Linked DNA regions of Mus musculus: regions 1 and 2 are each linked to region 3. A link is a contact called in public HiChIP or PLAC-seq and promoter capture Hi-C data. All regions are on one chromosome and are shown on one strand. Each heading gives the region's core, a stretch centred on a gene start, on an enhancer-like site or on the middle of the called end of the contact. The rest is flanking DNA. Distances are from core to core; before and after follow the strand shown. Region 1 overlaps Gm40403 (a long non-coding RNA gene). Region 2 overlaps Immp2l (IMP2 inner mitochondrial membrane peptidase-like (S. cerevisiae)). Region 3 holds the start of Immp2l (IMP2 inner mitochondrial membrane peptidase-like (S. cerevisiae)).

What was found. Promoter capture Hi-C pulls out the DNA fragments that hold promoters and counts their contacts. HiChIP or PLAC-seq counts read pairs in DNA pulled down with a chosen protein or histone mark.
Region 1: a promoter capture Hi-C map of trophoblast stem cells shows a contact between it and region 3, with 4 times the contacts expected there. The contact joins the enhancer-like site here to the promoter of Immp2l in region 3. A contact is called at or near these places in 4 of 39 promoter capture datasets (cranial neural crest, hippocampal neurons, liver and 1 more), 4 of 115 datasets of contacts at active chromatin or transcription factors (astrocytes, embryonic stem cells, memory CD8 T cells and 1 more) and 1 of 9 other capture datasets (liver).
Region 2: a contact with region 3 is called in an H3K4me3 HiChIP or PLAC-seq map of the 230-238 cell line, with 5 times the contacts expected there. The contact joins the enhancer-like site here to the promoter of Immp2l in region 3. A contact is called at or near these places in 3 of 39 promoter capture datasets (cranial neural crest, hippocampal neurons and pre-B cells), 2 of 15 datasets of contacts at CTCF or cohesin (large pre-B cells and pro-B cells), 1 of 484 Hi-C or Micro-C datasets (the G1E-ER4 cell line) and 3 of 115 datasets of contacts at active chromatin or transcription factors (the 230-238 cell line, large pre-B cells and pro-B cells).

What each region holds. Positions count from the first base shown.
Region 1 is chr12:40,242,578-40,246,923 of GRCm38.p6, reverse strand. The region is part of intron 2 of Gm40403 (a long non-coding RNA gene); the gene reads left to right. Among named protein-coding and RNA genes, the nearest start is that of Gm40403, 3.4 kb to the left of the region's middle. Within about 2 kb of position 2,758, at least 55 of the 459 cell types and tissues checked have an H3K27ac peak or open chromatin away from gene starts, as enhancers often do. A contact at or near this core is called in hippocampal neurons, memory CD8 T cells and trophoblast stem cells, where this site is marked.
Region 2 is chr12:41,875,729-41,880,218 of GRCm38.p6, reverse strand. All of the region lies in intron 6 of Immp2l (IMP2 inner mitochondrial membrane peptidase-like (S. cerevisiae)), which reads right to left. Among named protein-coding and RNA genes, the nearest start is that of Gm46348, 110 kb to the left of the region's middle. Within about 2 kb of position 1,983, at least 59 of the 459 cell types and tissues checked have an H3K27ac peak or open chromatin away from gene starts, as enhancers often do. A contact at or near this core is called in the 230-238 cell line, the G1E-ER4 cell line, pre-B cells and 1 more, where this site is marked.
Region 3 is chr12:41,022,155-41,026,770 of GRCm38.p6, reverse strand. Immp2l (IMP2 inner mitochondrial membrane peptidase-like (S. cerevisiae)) reads right to left here and starts at 2,681. Exons shown (of 7, transcript NM_053122.4): 1 at 2,626-2,681; 2 at 2,138-2,210.

The DNA of each region.
Region 1 (4,346 bases), core at 1,509-4,008, 780 kb after region 3:
ATACTCTTTCCTATATAAGTGATGTCTCTTACTTTGCCAATTGGAGACTAGGAAGGAATGGCTCTGAGATGAACGTGGCTGGGGGTGTAGTCAGGTCAAGGTGGGAAGCTTCAGTGTTTACAAAGCTGGTGGGTTATCTACATTTCCCAACCTGCCTGCTTTCTTTCTCTCTAAATTGCCTTTTTCCTTTCTTTCAGCTGTGTAAGCAGATGTATCCTGGATTTAAGACTAAAATTTGGAGGCTTACGCCTCCAAATGTAAAAGAATCTCTTTCTCTGTTGCTGGTGTTGTCAAACAAACTAGATATTCTTCCTTTGAGGAAAACAAAGTGAAGCAAAACCACTCTGCAGTTCTAAACTTCTTCATACTTAGCACTCTAACTTCATGACTTTCATTTACTTATTTTTATTTTTTTAAATAAGATCCTGACCACGAAATTCCATACCAGCCCTAAACTACCGTTAAACCTGATGAATGCTCTGCTTTAATCTGGTTTGTTCCCAATAACTGTCATGAAACCTGGTTTCTGATTCCAATTCTACTTCACGACTATCCCCCTGCCCCCCTTCTACATTAGCTCTCTGGTTGTTAAGAGGAAAAGTATCGGCTCAGAACCCCCAAGACCAAGTTCTCAGCACAAAGGAGATTTAGTTGCCCCAGAGGGACAAAGGTAGGAGATAGAGGATGAGGGAGAAAGAGAAGGGAACTAGGGAGAGGGAGGAGGGGTGTTTGTCTCACTCTTCACCCCCCCCCCCCCCCGGGGACAAAGGACTGCCTCAGGATAGAGAGGGGAACAAATGTGTCCCATGGGCAAATGGAGGCTTATAAAGGTATGAGGAGAAACCCTGTGTTAGGATGAGGTGTTTAATTTTAACTGGGCATGTTAATTAGGTGAGCCAAGGGGTCTTTTGATTGCTCGACTTCAATACTTTGATAGCTGGATCTTGGTAGTCAGCCTTAGGAGGAAGAAAGTGGCCAACTAAGGGAATGGACCTTGGTGGTTAGCTTGAAGAATGCAATCTAATGATTTTTAGCAAGGCAGAGGGAATGGGGGAGAAGGGCAAGGCCCGCCGGAGCCATGCTTGCCACCCTGGAGCTGGCCAGAGTCCCTTCAGTTGTACTTTCTTCCTTTCGTGGCTAAAACTCTTCCAAGTTTTCCTTGGCTGTGTTGACACATAAGTAGAGGCACCATCATACGCTAGAGGCAGGCGTGTCTGGGAGTTTAGGCAACTCTGACTTCCCTAAAGCTAGTCGCTTGTCCCTTCTTCCTCTTGTTTTCACTGCTGTTTGAAATCAGTGCTGGCCACAGATGGCAAGGCAGCAGAGGTGGCATGAGGAGGATACCAGGGCCACTCTCCAAGTCCCGTATAATAGTGGGACTCCTTCCATTACACCAGCTCAGCAAGTATCCCAAGGGCCTCATTTCCAAAAGCAATTTGCATATATTCCAGAAACAACTTGCAGATTAAAAGCAAAAATGACAATGCAATTCTTGTGGATCCTCTTACTTTTCTGGCAAACATTCTCAGCAGCCTGCATTTATTTATTTATTTATTTATTTATTTATTTATTTGCCTTCCTTTCTTCCATCTACCTATATACTTGGGTACACCCCAGGTCTAAGTTCTCTGCTTTTTGTCCCTCTGTGTTTGGTCACAGAGGATGGCTTATGTGTGACTGGCTCAGTCATTCATTTGTTTGTTTATTCATTCAAAATGATGTGGTGAGGACCTATATTCTGCTAAGTTCTGGGGATACAAAAATGAACGAGATGTGGCTTGCAGGTGCATGGGTGAAATAGGAGAGGGGAAAGCGGCCATAGGCAAGGGCTTTTAACGTGGTATATTGAGTGCCCCAATGGAGTACTGTGTGTGTGGTTACAGAGGAAGTCCTGGCTTGAGCGTAGAGAGGTGGGTGTTAGAGAAGGCCTCTACAGTATGTGTGGGTCTGGGGTCATTCAGAGATTCCCCAGTCTGAGTGAGCATTAATAAATATCGACAAAGAAGAGCCTTTTATTCAGATATTGGTGCCAGGTCTATACCTGGACTTGGGATTCGCCAATGCTGGGCCCATCCACCTCCATCAGGGGTTTATAAAGGCAGAGAATACAAAGTTACAAGCTTTTGTTTAGAAAACAGAAACAGCAATAAACAAACAAACAAACAAAACTAAACCTCATTAAAACTTAACATTTAGAGGTCTAATTTTGCTTCATAGCTTCCTTAAGCATAGAGATTTTAAAATTTTAAACATAAAGTTACCCATCAGCATACCCGAAAAGGCAGTATTATAAAGAGGGCTGTGGAAAAGGAGGATTTTAGTGGTCTAAGTCAGAAAGCAGAAACTTAGATGTGAGAACTTTCAAAGAATTAACAAAGGTTTCTGGGCACTTTGCAAAGGCTAAAGCCAGATCCTGAAAACTACAGGTTTAAGGCAAGATCACAGAAGGCCCTAGGAAGTGTCTGTCATAGAGTCAGACCCGCAGAGGGAGTATTCTGAGCCATGGGATGAAGAATATAATTCTAAAAAGTCTGGGAGAGTGGAAAAGGCACCAATTTGGAGGGTTTTAGAAGTGGAGTGATCACCAGGTCTCAGGTCCTAACGGTAAGGATGAAGAAAGGAAATGAGTTTGAGAGATGCTTAGGAAATAAAAAGACCTAATGGCTAAAGAGAAAAAATGGAGATCAATCAAGGCCTACCACCATTCTGCGGAAGAACAAGCCGTTCAGCCTTGTGTTACAAAAGCTGGAGCATTCCCGGGCTCTGGCCCAGGGCCAGCCTGTGAGCGCAACAGCCTTGGAGGTTTTGTTCTTACTGCGGTGTGTCTAATCTCTGCTGTCTAATCAACTGGCTTTGACATCAAGGAGACACACCTCTAGGTGAGTCAGATCTCGCCAAGATCAACTGATTTACCTGATGAGGGAGGGAAGTCTCATCCTGAAAGCAGGCAGCACCGCCTGTAAGCTGAGTGGGCGCCTGACAGTTACTAAACAAGAACCATGTACCAAGTGACCTCAGCGCCCAGCCTACTCTGTGAGTCTTGACTACTAACATAATGTGTCGTTTTCTCACCCCTCACTCCCCACCCCCACCCCGATCTGGCTTCCTTCTTAACTCAGGAGAAAACTCCTCCTTCCTTTGGTTGCTTTTGTCCAGCGTGTTGTCAACAGTAATGAGAAAAGTCACAGTGACTGACCCATGAGGTGGTTCTCTGAGACCGTTGAGACTTAGCTGAGCCTCCTGCATGATCCTTTTCAAAGGCTCTGGAGAAGTGGCCCTGAAATTTTTGTCTTCTAAAAATCTATATTTTTTTTCTCTCTGAAAGTGGTCCCAACCCTGTTTCAGTTGGTCTTAACTGCAGACACAAAACCTGAATCCACTCCTGCCAAACCCACTCCCAGCTCTTCCACTATCAGCACCTGACCCCCAGACAGCTGCAGTTCCGTCAGCTCTCTTGATTGCTGGTCATTTTCTCTGGACCCTCCAGCCATCGATCAGCAGTGACTGCTCTCGCTAGTCTCCTTCCCACAGAATCCATCTGACACTGGGCAAACATCACCCTTAACCGTGGCATGTGACCACACTTCAGAATTCTGTTTATTGATGCTGAATCAAAGGCATCTTACATTTTAGAATATAAGCCTTTGGATATTCATTATTCAGGAGTCCCAATATCTGGAATAGAGCCTGTTGTCATCTGCAGTCATAGGGCTGGTCTGACCCATTCCCTCATCATTGTTGTTAGCGACATCGTTACCTGATAAATTACTTCTGAGGGTTCTTCTCTTATCTGAGCAGCTGCTCCGTCATGTACGAGAAATCTAATTTCACTTTCTAAGCTTTTTCTCCTCATAAGACCCCATCTGCTTCGATAGATTCTCATTCAGACACACTAAGACGGTTCTCGTCGTATCAATTTATTATCTCGGTAATCTCAATAAACGTCTCACTCTCACAGTGCTCTTATTTAGGGCTGAGGCATCGCTCTGTTCAGCCTTGTGTTACAAAAGCTGGAGGCCTCTTCCGCTGTGTGTTGATAGTCCTTCAGTTTTATATCGAGCGGGTACTATCACGGGGAAAGTTCTAGAGAAGTAAAATAAAGTTAGGACGTGTTTCCCTCAGAGGACACTTGTGAGTGCTGTGGTGAAGGCCCCTACCAGATTTTTCCTGGGGCTCTTCTTCACACTTCCAGGCCTGTAACATGTTGCTGGTAGAGATCAGAGGCAAAGTGAGGCTTGTGACACCAGCCAACCCACAGGGGGATAACCATCATCATCCCTCAAGAAAGAAAAAGTCATTTCCAACCAGATGTGCTATCGCATGTCACCCATATGACACAAGCAACT
Region 2 (4,490 bases), core at 734-3,233, 850 kb before region 3:
AAGAAAGAATCATTCTCCATTAGTTCATTTATTTATTTATTTATTTATTTATTTATTTTTATCTACATCTGCTCTGAGAAGTTGCTTACATCTAATGTTGGACCACCCTTCACACGTTAAATTGGAAGTTCCCCCACCACCACCACCACCAAATAATGATAATCTGGATTCCATGTATCTATTAGAAACCATAACAATTCAGCAATAAATGGAAATGTTTTGGACTGTGAGGGGTTTTGAGGGCTTTTCCCATTATCAGTTGCTCATGTAGGTTAAAAAAAAAAAAAGTGAACATTCACATAACGAATGCCATGCAAACAACAAGACCAAGAGAGTGTCTCATCTCCTTCTTACAGCTTTCTACATATCAAGGAAGAGTCCTGTTGTCCTGCTCCCTGGGAGAGCAGCTACTAAGGAGAAATGAAATATTGAGAAAGCACCAAGCCACAGTAAAAGCGAGAGAAGGAGTGTTTGTTTTCCTTTCTGCTTTGTCTGTCTTTATTTGTTCTGCAGTGAGCTTGAAAACTTCCTGTATGTCTTCAATACCTGGAACAGTTCAGAAGCTACTATTGTCCCAGCTGTGACTAATGCCCACTTCATGCAAGTGTAGAACAGCAGATATGCTAATCATAATAGGCCATCACCAGGACCATGCAGTCCTGCTAGGAACACAGGGCTCAACAAGCTATGAAGGCCACACTTAAAATTCAAACTGTATTGTAATATACATTAATATGGCCACTGGATGGGGAGGAACCAAACAAATACCACAGAAAGTTATTTGCAGGAAAACTGGCAAACTAAGACCATTTGTTGCCACATGCAGGGCAGGAGAGCCTGAGAGCTAGTATGGCCTGTGTCCAATCAAATTTTAAGTATTTGACATCTGCAACCATCTAACACTGTAAAAGTCTACATAGGAAAGTAAAGCAGCTTCTATGAGAGTTGAGGATGAGTGCTCTACCAGAGAAACAGTAAGCTGCATAATAGAAATGAGGACTCCTTGAGAAGATGGTTATAAAGAAAAGATTAAAAAAAAAAAAACCATCTCATATAAGCACCCAACAATCAGTAGACTGAAGCTTTTAGAGAACACTGGGGTACAATTAGGCACATTTCCACCAAGACTGACTATAACGAAACAAGAATGAAAACCTAAAAGCATTCTTAGTGATGTGCATTCCTTAATGTAGTCTACCAGAAGGGTCTATAAAGCCAAAGGACTAACTCAGATATGTATCAATTAAGTACCTCTGAGGAGATTATAAAATATTACAGCAGTCATCATACATATCAGGTGGTTATTAAAAGTTGGGAACTTACTGTGTACAAATGTCTAACCTAATTTACATATATTTTTTAATTTAATCCTTAGGGCTATCTGACGAGGTAAATATGATTATGGATCCAATTTCACAGATGAGAAACCTGAGGCATGAAGAGCTTAAACAAACACCCAGCTGTTAATTGGAATCCCAAATTCTTAACTGCTGGGCCATACCGAGAAAAGCCACAACTTCCTCATTTCTCTCCTTCCCACACCCTGTTGTTATGACAATTGTCAGGCATGTGCAACATATATCCATAGTTCGGTTAGAGCCAAAGCTAAGCATGGCCAACAGAACTGCCTGGGACCCTGCTGTCACCTAATGCCAGGTACCTTCTGTGTTCCTATCTGGGCATAGGTCCTACAAGCAGAGAAGGCTCTGAATTCTTGCCTAGTAGTTGTAGTTCTTTACCTCCCAAAAAGTGAGGGATCCCCATAAATCACTTAACAGCTTTTTAAGACATTTAAAATGTTTAATTGCTGCTCATTATATTTACCCCTTAATGTATCTCTAAATTCTATTACTCTTAAATGTTATTAAAAATAACTTTTTAGAGTTTTTATACATAGATTTTTTTTTTGGTAAACATGCTTTCCTAGATCATTAATGTACTTCAAAATGTTCGAAAATATGCAAAGTAGCTAAGATGTGGTTCAATTCAAAAATTGTTATTTTTCTAAAACCACACATCTTCAAAAACTCCACACCCTGGTCACTCACTCTAGGTAAGAAATCAAGAAGTTGGCCTTCAAAGCAGGCTCACCACTGGCTAAAGAGTAGCACATTTTGTGTGTGATGCAGGCCTTCATCAAAGAGTTTATTATGCTTCCTCAGCATCAGCTTCTTCTAGACCTGCCTTGACGCAAGAAGCCTATCTTCATTGCCAAAATCACTGGTACCTCAAAATTCTGTTTACTGTTCATTCTTTTTAAGTCTTTCTTGACCTCCCCATATGCACACACCAAATCTTATTAATTTTTCTTTAAGTAGCTTTGTCTGAGAGGACACACACAGGTCATATGCAGGCCATAGAAATGAACTAGGAAAGTCTTCCAAAAGTCCCTAAGGAAATCTTATCTGCTGAATTGAGTTAACGTCCACTTGTATTTTGGACATATGCCCAGTAGCTAGCAGACAACACAGTCTTTTATATTTGCTACAATTCCCTCCCCACAAACAGAAAACATAAAATAAAAGGAGCTCCTTGGAGAACAAGGGTAACCATAACAATACATTGCACTCAACCCCATGTTCGATTCTGAAAACATTTTTTTCTCATTTTCTATTATTAATCAAGGGTTTTTAAGTTTAATTTTAACCATCCTCCTTTCCTGTAACACTGTATGTAATAAAACCATCCTTTGAGCTGGGGAATAGCTCCATGGTAACAGATTCTCAAACATCAGCACAGGATGGAGCTTTCAGTGTGTGATCACAGCTCAAGGAAGGAGGAGGAGGAAAATGCTGAAACCCACGGAGGCTTTCTTTCCTTCCTTGGGACAACATCGTGAGAGAAAGAAATCAGCAACCTCATGAGAGCTTACTGCGAACAGGGAAGGAGAACTGAGTGGAGTGGAGTGACAGAGCAAGCCTAAGATGTTAATGGGATTGTTATGGAAGTTCAGGATAGAAAGCAAATCCTTCATTTTAGTTCCCTAAAGAGATAAAAAAGCCGGGTGTGGTGACGCACTCCTTTAATCCCAGCACTCAGGAGGCAGAGGCAGGCGGATTTCTGAGTTCGAGGCCAGCCTGGTCTACAGAGTGAGTTCCAGGACAGCCAGGGCTGCACAGAGAAACCCTGTCTCGAAAAAAAAAAAAAAAAAAAAAAAAGATAAAAAAGCAGTCCTCATTCCCTAGAGCTGAAAAGAGGTCTGTTTTCTGGTGTCATGCTTTCCAATTTATATGGAAATAGAGCCATGTATATGCTTATACGTAAACACAGTCCTGTGGTAGGTATGGTAGTAGAGTACATGTACACATGATTCAATGGGCTAAATTTTAGGGATAGTACATTATAGACAAAATGAAGTAAGTATTCCCATCTTTAATAACAGGCTGAAACAGATAGATGCTGGGCACCAAAGTTCCCTCTGAAGACCATGTGACATCGGTCCTCTTACTACTTTCCTGGCCATCATTGTTAATACAGACAAAATCTCCTAAAATTTCATATTTTTCTTGTCAAATTGCATGGATTAACTGGACAAAAAAACAAATTGAGAGTGAATTAGAGAAGTATACCATTTTAAACTTTTATCCTTTTTTTTTTTCTAGAAAAAGATCTTGCTGCAACAAAACTTTGAAAATATAGTGTCTTTCAAGTTTAGATAGCCTTTAGGTATATGGGTGCTTCTAAAGTGCTGAAGGAAGTTTAATGCCATTTGTTCTTCCAATCTTGTCTGCACTATTAATTTGGTTAATGGGTTAGGAATCCTTTCTTTATAGATAGCAGAAAAGTAAACTTCAGCCTAGCACTTTTCAAAGTTATTACATCTTCTGAAAAAGCGGGGTGCAGATTAATGAGGTTTTACTCAGGGCTTTGGAGTCACAGGAGCCTTGAATGAAGTAATGCAGCCATGTTTCCACTTAGGGAAAGTAACAATCATGAAATGTAAATTGGACTTTCAAGCAGGACAACCGAACTGCATCCATCCCTGGAAACACTGAAATCACTTTTCAAGCATATCTCTCTGCACATGAGAAGGCTGTGGTCCCACCCTAACCCACCTACAACATGAGCTGCAACCACTTATGGAAGATCAAGAGGTCATGTAATTTACACCCTCTTCTTCATGGGAACAAGTGTTACACTGTTACGTAAACACATATACCCTTACTTTACATTAACAGTTGATTAAAGATGGTTTCTCATTTTCAGATTTTTTTTCATTCATTATTGACAGTATAAGAACATTGGGAAGAGAGGCCCCTTGGTCTTGCAAACTTTATATGCCCCAGGACAGGGGAATGCCAGGGCCAAGAAGTGAGAGTGGGTGAATAGGGGAGCAGGGCGGGGGGACGGTACAGGGAACTTTCGGGATAGCATTTGAAATGTAAATAAAGAAAATATCTAAGGGGAAAAAAAGAATATAATATCCTTGTGGTGGTTTGAATGAGAATGGCCCCATAGACCCATATGTTTGAATACTTAGTCTCCAGTAG
Region 3 (4,616 bases), core at 1,432-3,931:
GAATACTGTACTTGGTCCCAAGTTGCGGGTCTAATAAAATAAAATCTAGGACCCAAGGCTGAAACTAAGAGTGCAGAAACCATACCAAACATAGCAGCACACTGCGATCATCCCAGCACTCGAGAGGCTGAGGCAGGAAGATTTCCAATTCAAGGCCTGCCTGTTACACGGTCGGCTATGGGAAGCTGGGCTGAGGCTATGGGAGGCTGGGCTGAGGCTACGGGAAGCTGGGCTGAGGCTCTGTGGTATTGTAGTTGCTAAGGACCTGGGTTTGACCTCCAGCAGCTCAGAAAAACAATAGACTGCAAAAGGGATAAAAGTCCTCTGATACATGAGGACTTTAGGAAGAGCCGGAAAAGGAAGAAAGTTACAATTTTACCAAGTAATGGTAACAAGTATATATATACATATACATGTTTATATTACATTGTATATTTCTCATACAGATAAGTAAATACCTAGGCTGTAGGCCTAATTAACATAGAGCTGTGGATTTCATGTCTAAAAGGTAAATAGCAAAATATTACAAAGTTGTGAGGTGCACGTTTTTACTTTCACACTCCTATAGGTGCTGATCCTATGTAACTCTGTTTTGACCTTAGCCTCTTCTCGTGTCAATAAAGAAATGGGGTTAACTGCACAGAACCCCACAGCTGGCCAGCTTCAGGATTTAATCTTCTAAGTGGGTCACCGTTAGCTGCCTCCCTGGTTTCTCACATTGAGCTTTCTTACAGAACAACTCAAAAACTTGCTCTCATCTAGTGACTGTGCCCAAACTATGTATCTATTGCTTGGGGAAACGACTGTAACACTATGCATTATGGAAAACAACCCTCCACAGCTAGTCACCCAAGTTTATTTCTGACTCTACCAGAAAAGTGGAATGATGGCACTGGCCCCACACACCACTATTGGTCCGTAAGCCACAAAGACAGCAGCAGGCAGAAGTTCTCTAACACTTAGATATAATTCCACAGAATTATGTGTAAACTTCCACAGAAACCTGCGAAAGGCCCATTCCCAAATCAGGTCATCTCCAACAGTCTCATTCTCCACATACTGCTTTGTTTGTTTTCTTTATGGGATGTTTTTGTTCTTTTGTTTTTTGAGAGAGGCCCTCATTTGTATCTTTGTCTGGCCGGGAACTCCCTATATAGACCAGGCTGGCCTCGAAGTCACAGAGATCCACCTGCCCCTGTAGGGACTGAAGGCAGGAGCCAGCTCTCCAGATCCCATTTTGACCAGTGTTCATTCGGCACACGATGAAAGGACATCAGAGATAGAGTCCCTCTTTAATAAACAACCATGTCTTAGTTTTTCATAATATGCGAACATCTGCCTCTCAAGGAAGTCAGGTTCATATGTGGCATGTGCCAGGATGGGCACTGAGGGTAAGTCTAGCTTTCTCTCGGGGGTAAACAAGCCTGTGGCTTGCTGTTCTTGCTTATAGCTAACCTGTGTTTTAAGTAAAAGTTGGCGGAGATGAATGTAAAACTGGAGGGTTTCGAACCTGAAAGGAACTGTGTTTCCTATCACCAGACAGAGACTAGGAGAAGGGCAAGTCTTAGGGAGGAACCAATGAAGAGAGATGATAACTTGAAATCAGTCAACTTCCCAGGACTTCAGCTTTTCAGAAAAGCACCTCAATGCCTGAGATAGGACCTCCCCCAATTCCTCTGTAATTCTGAAAGACCTGAGAACTAGAAGTATATGAAATTGCCTGTATGTGGCCCCATGTGCGTTCCCCCACTGTTGAGATTTTAAAATGTAAGGTCCCCGGAGGGATAACTGCCAAGCAGAGCCAAGATTACCTAGGGCCCTACTGTGTCAGGAACTACTGAATGCTACCTAGGAAGACAGGGGACCTGAGAGGAACTATAGCATCAATGTGCCAGGTTAAAGAGGGTCTGAAAGGAAATGAGTTTTCTCTCAGGTGTCTAAAACGCTGCTAAACTTCCAGTCGGCTCTACGGGCTTCTGGAACCTGAAGAAAGGCTTGATCTTGGGACAAGTGACCTTTGAAGGTGGGTTATCCAGTTCCTGATAAAAAGTGGAATTTGGACCCAAGTTGCCTAGGGTAGTTTCCCCACTCGAAAAAGAGTCCTGGCACCTTCCGCCCCTGAGCAATACTTACTTACCCTTTCTCCCGCTCTTCCTCGGTGAGAAGGGGTAAGTGGTAATATTGTACCCTCGCCCAATTTGGCCAAAATCCTAAAAGTAAAAATGACAGAGACAGGTCCTTTAAAATCCCGTGGCTCCAGCCTGAGCAGCTCCCACAAGCTGCTCACCACCCCAGGAGCAGCGCTCCCTCCCGGCCGCTCTGTGGGTCCCCCAGGGCGGGGAGAAGAGGTCGGCTACCCGCCCGGATCGGGGTTCGGGTTCCCTAACTGAGGGAGACAAGAGGACGAACTGAGGGGACAGCCGCGCGGCCTCACTGGAACACGCGCACGCACGCATGCTCGCTACCATCGCGCGGATAGCGGCCGAGCGGCTCCCCACCTCCCAGCAACGCCCACTCGACGGAGGAGAAGCCGGAGATAAGAGACCCTGCCGGGGACACAGAGGGTCTGCTTAAGCCCACCCGCGTGCCAAGCCGCCCGGACCCGCCGCCCCATTCCCCGCGCACCCGCTGCGCAGCTCAACCCAGGGGAAGTCCCCGCGGCACGCTCCGCCCTCCGCCGCGGCACGCCCCGCCCTCCGCCGCCGCTCGCCCCGCCCTTTGCCGCCGCTCGCCCAGACCCGACCCCCAGCTGGGCGGCAGCCGGAGACTCCGCCTACTACTACGGAAGTCCCGCCCCCGAAACGCGGCTCAAGGTGGATCCGCAGCCAGAATTGGGTTTACGTCAGATCAGGGGGCGGTACTGACCGTCTAGAGGTTCCAAGTGTTAGAAGCCTTAGGTCTAAGCCCTAGGTCGAAGCCTGGCATGGCTAAGAGGGCAAGGAAAAGCAGCAAGTTATCAGAAGCTATCTTCAGCTTCTTCCCTTAGACCAGGAACCCAGACTGGACTTCTTGTGTTGTTCTGTGGTTTTGTTATTGTTTTGTTTGCACATGGGTAACTTCGGGTTTGCTTCCTCTAGCAAGCCAAAAGAAAAAAATCCAGAACTTTTTTTTTTTTTTTTTTTTTTTTTGCTTCAGAGAAACTAGGGTTGTTTTTTTTAATATACTTAAGCTTTTGCTCGTTAATTGTAAAAAATCTTAACTGTGTAATTACAACCTAGAAAAACACTGTAACTAACAGAATATAGACAACAAAATTAATTTGCTTTTTCTAGCCCTCCTCAGTTGTATCTTTATCTTTTCTTGCTTTACCCTTTTAGATAATGCTGAACTATCATTCTCAAGTTTACATAGCGCATAATGTTCTGACACTCAGCATTCAAAATTAACTCTAAAGATGGGAGAGTGTAAGAGACTTAAATGGAGCCGAGCAGTGGTTGCACGTACCTTTAGTCATCACAGCACTGCTAAGGCAGAGGCAGGTGAAGCCAGCCTGCTAGCCTGATCTACAGAGCTAGTTCCAGGACAGCCAGGCCTACACAGAGTAAACCTCTCTCAAAAAAAAAGGGGCGGGGGGGGGGGAGAAGGGGGAAGACTTTAATGGGTTGATAGGCTGATAGTTAATAATTACAAAAGTCTGCCAAAGAAACATGATTGCTCTCCTGTATAGGATGTAGGTACAGTTATTCTTATCTAAAATATTTACTGCGAGGTAAGTTTGATTCTACCAGTGCTTTATCTTGGAGGCCGCCCCTGATGACAGAGCCTATTTACAAATTGGATTGGGCCCTAACAGTAAAGAGACTCCAAATTAAATAGATGTTTGTTCCAGTGAAGAACCAACAGTATGGGATGGCATGAACATACATAAACATCAAAGTTTCTAGAATCCATACAACCTAATCTAGGCCTAGAATATTTTCAGCATCCAAGATTTACTGCAGAATAAACTCACTATTTCTGGTTCTTTCTGAGCGATGGCTGGATGATTCAACTCAGCTGTTCTGGCTCAATTCTTCTCAATGGAAAATGATTCAGTCTGGTTTATCTTGGCTTTTCCTGAATGAATTACTCTACTTGGCCTCATTCTAACTTGGCAGGGTGTTCTAATCTCTGGTTCCTTCTCATTCCCTGGCTCCTTCACTTGTATCTAGCTTGTTCTCTCTCTCTGTGACCTGTCTCTGTACAACTGTCCAGCTAAAACTGCCTCCTTCCTTCCTCTTTGCCCTGCTCTCTTAAGTAGCTTCCCTTTCCTCTCTTTTCTCCTGAGGATTTGGCGTGTCCTAGTGTGTCAAATCTTTCTCTGATTTGTCACTTTGTCTGCCACTCAACTAGCTATCACTTTCAAACATGGGTGCTTCTTTCTACAAACTAACTTTACCTTCGTTGTTTGGGATTAAAGGTATGTACAAAGAGCATATCTCTATTCCAGCCAGAGGGACTAAAGGTATGTACTAAGGGCTAAGAACAACTAGAAATGGGATTTTTTCAGTAAATAACAGTCTTGGAATTCATCATGTAATAAAATGTCCTACCACAGTACTCTGTCTCAGAATGTTAATCAGAAGATTATACATATACTGGAGAATATGTGAGTATCCTGGAATATGTGGGTATCC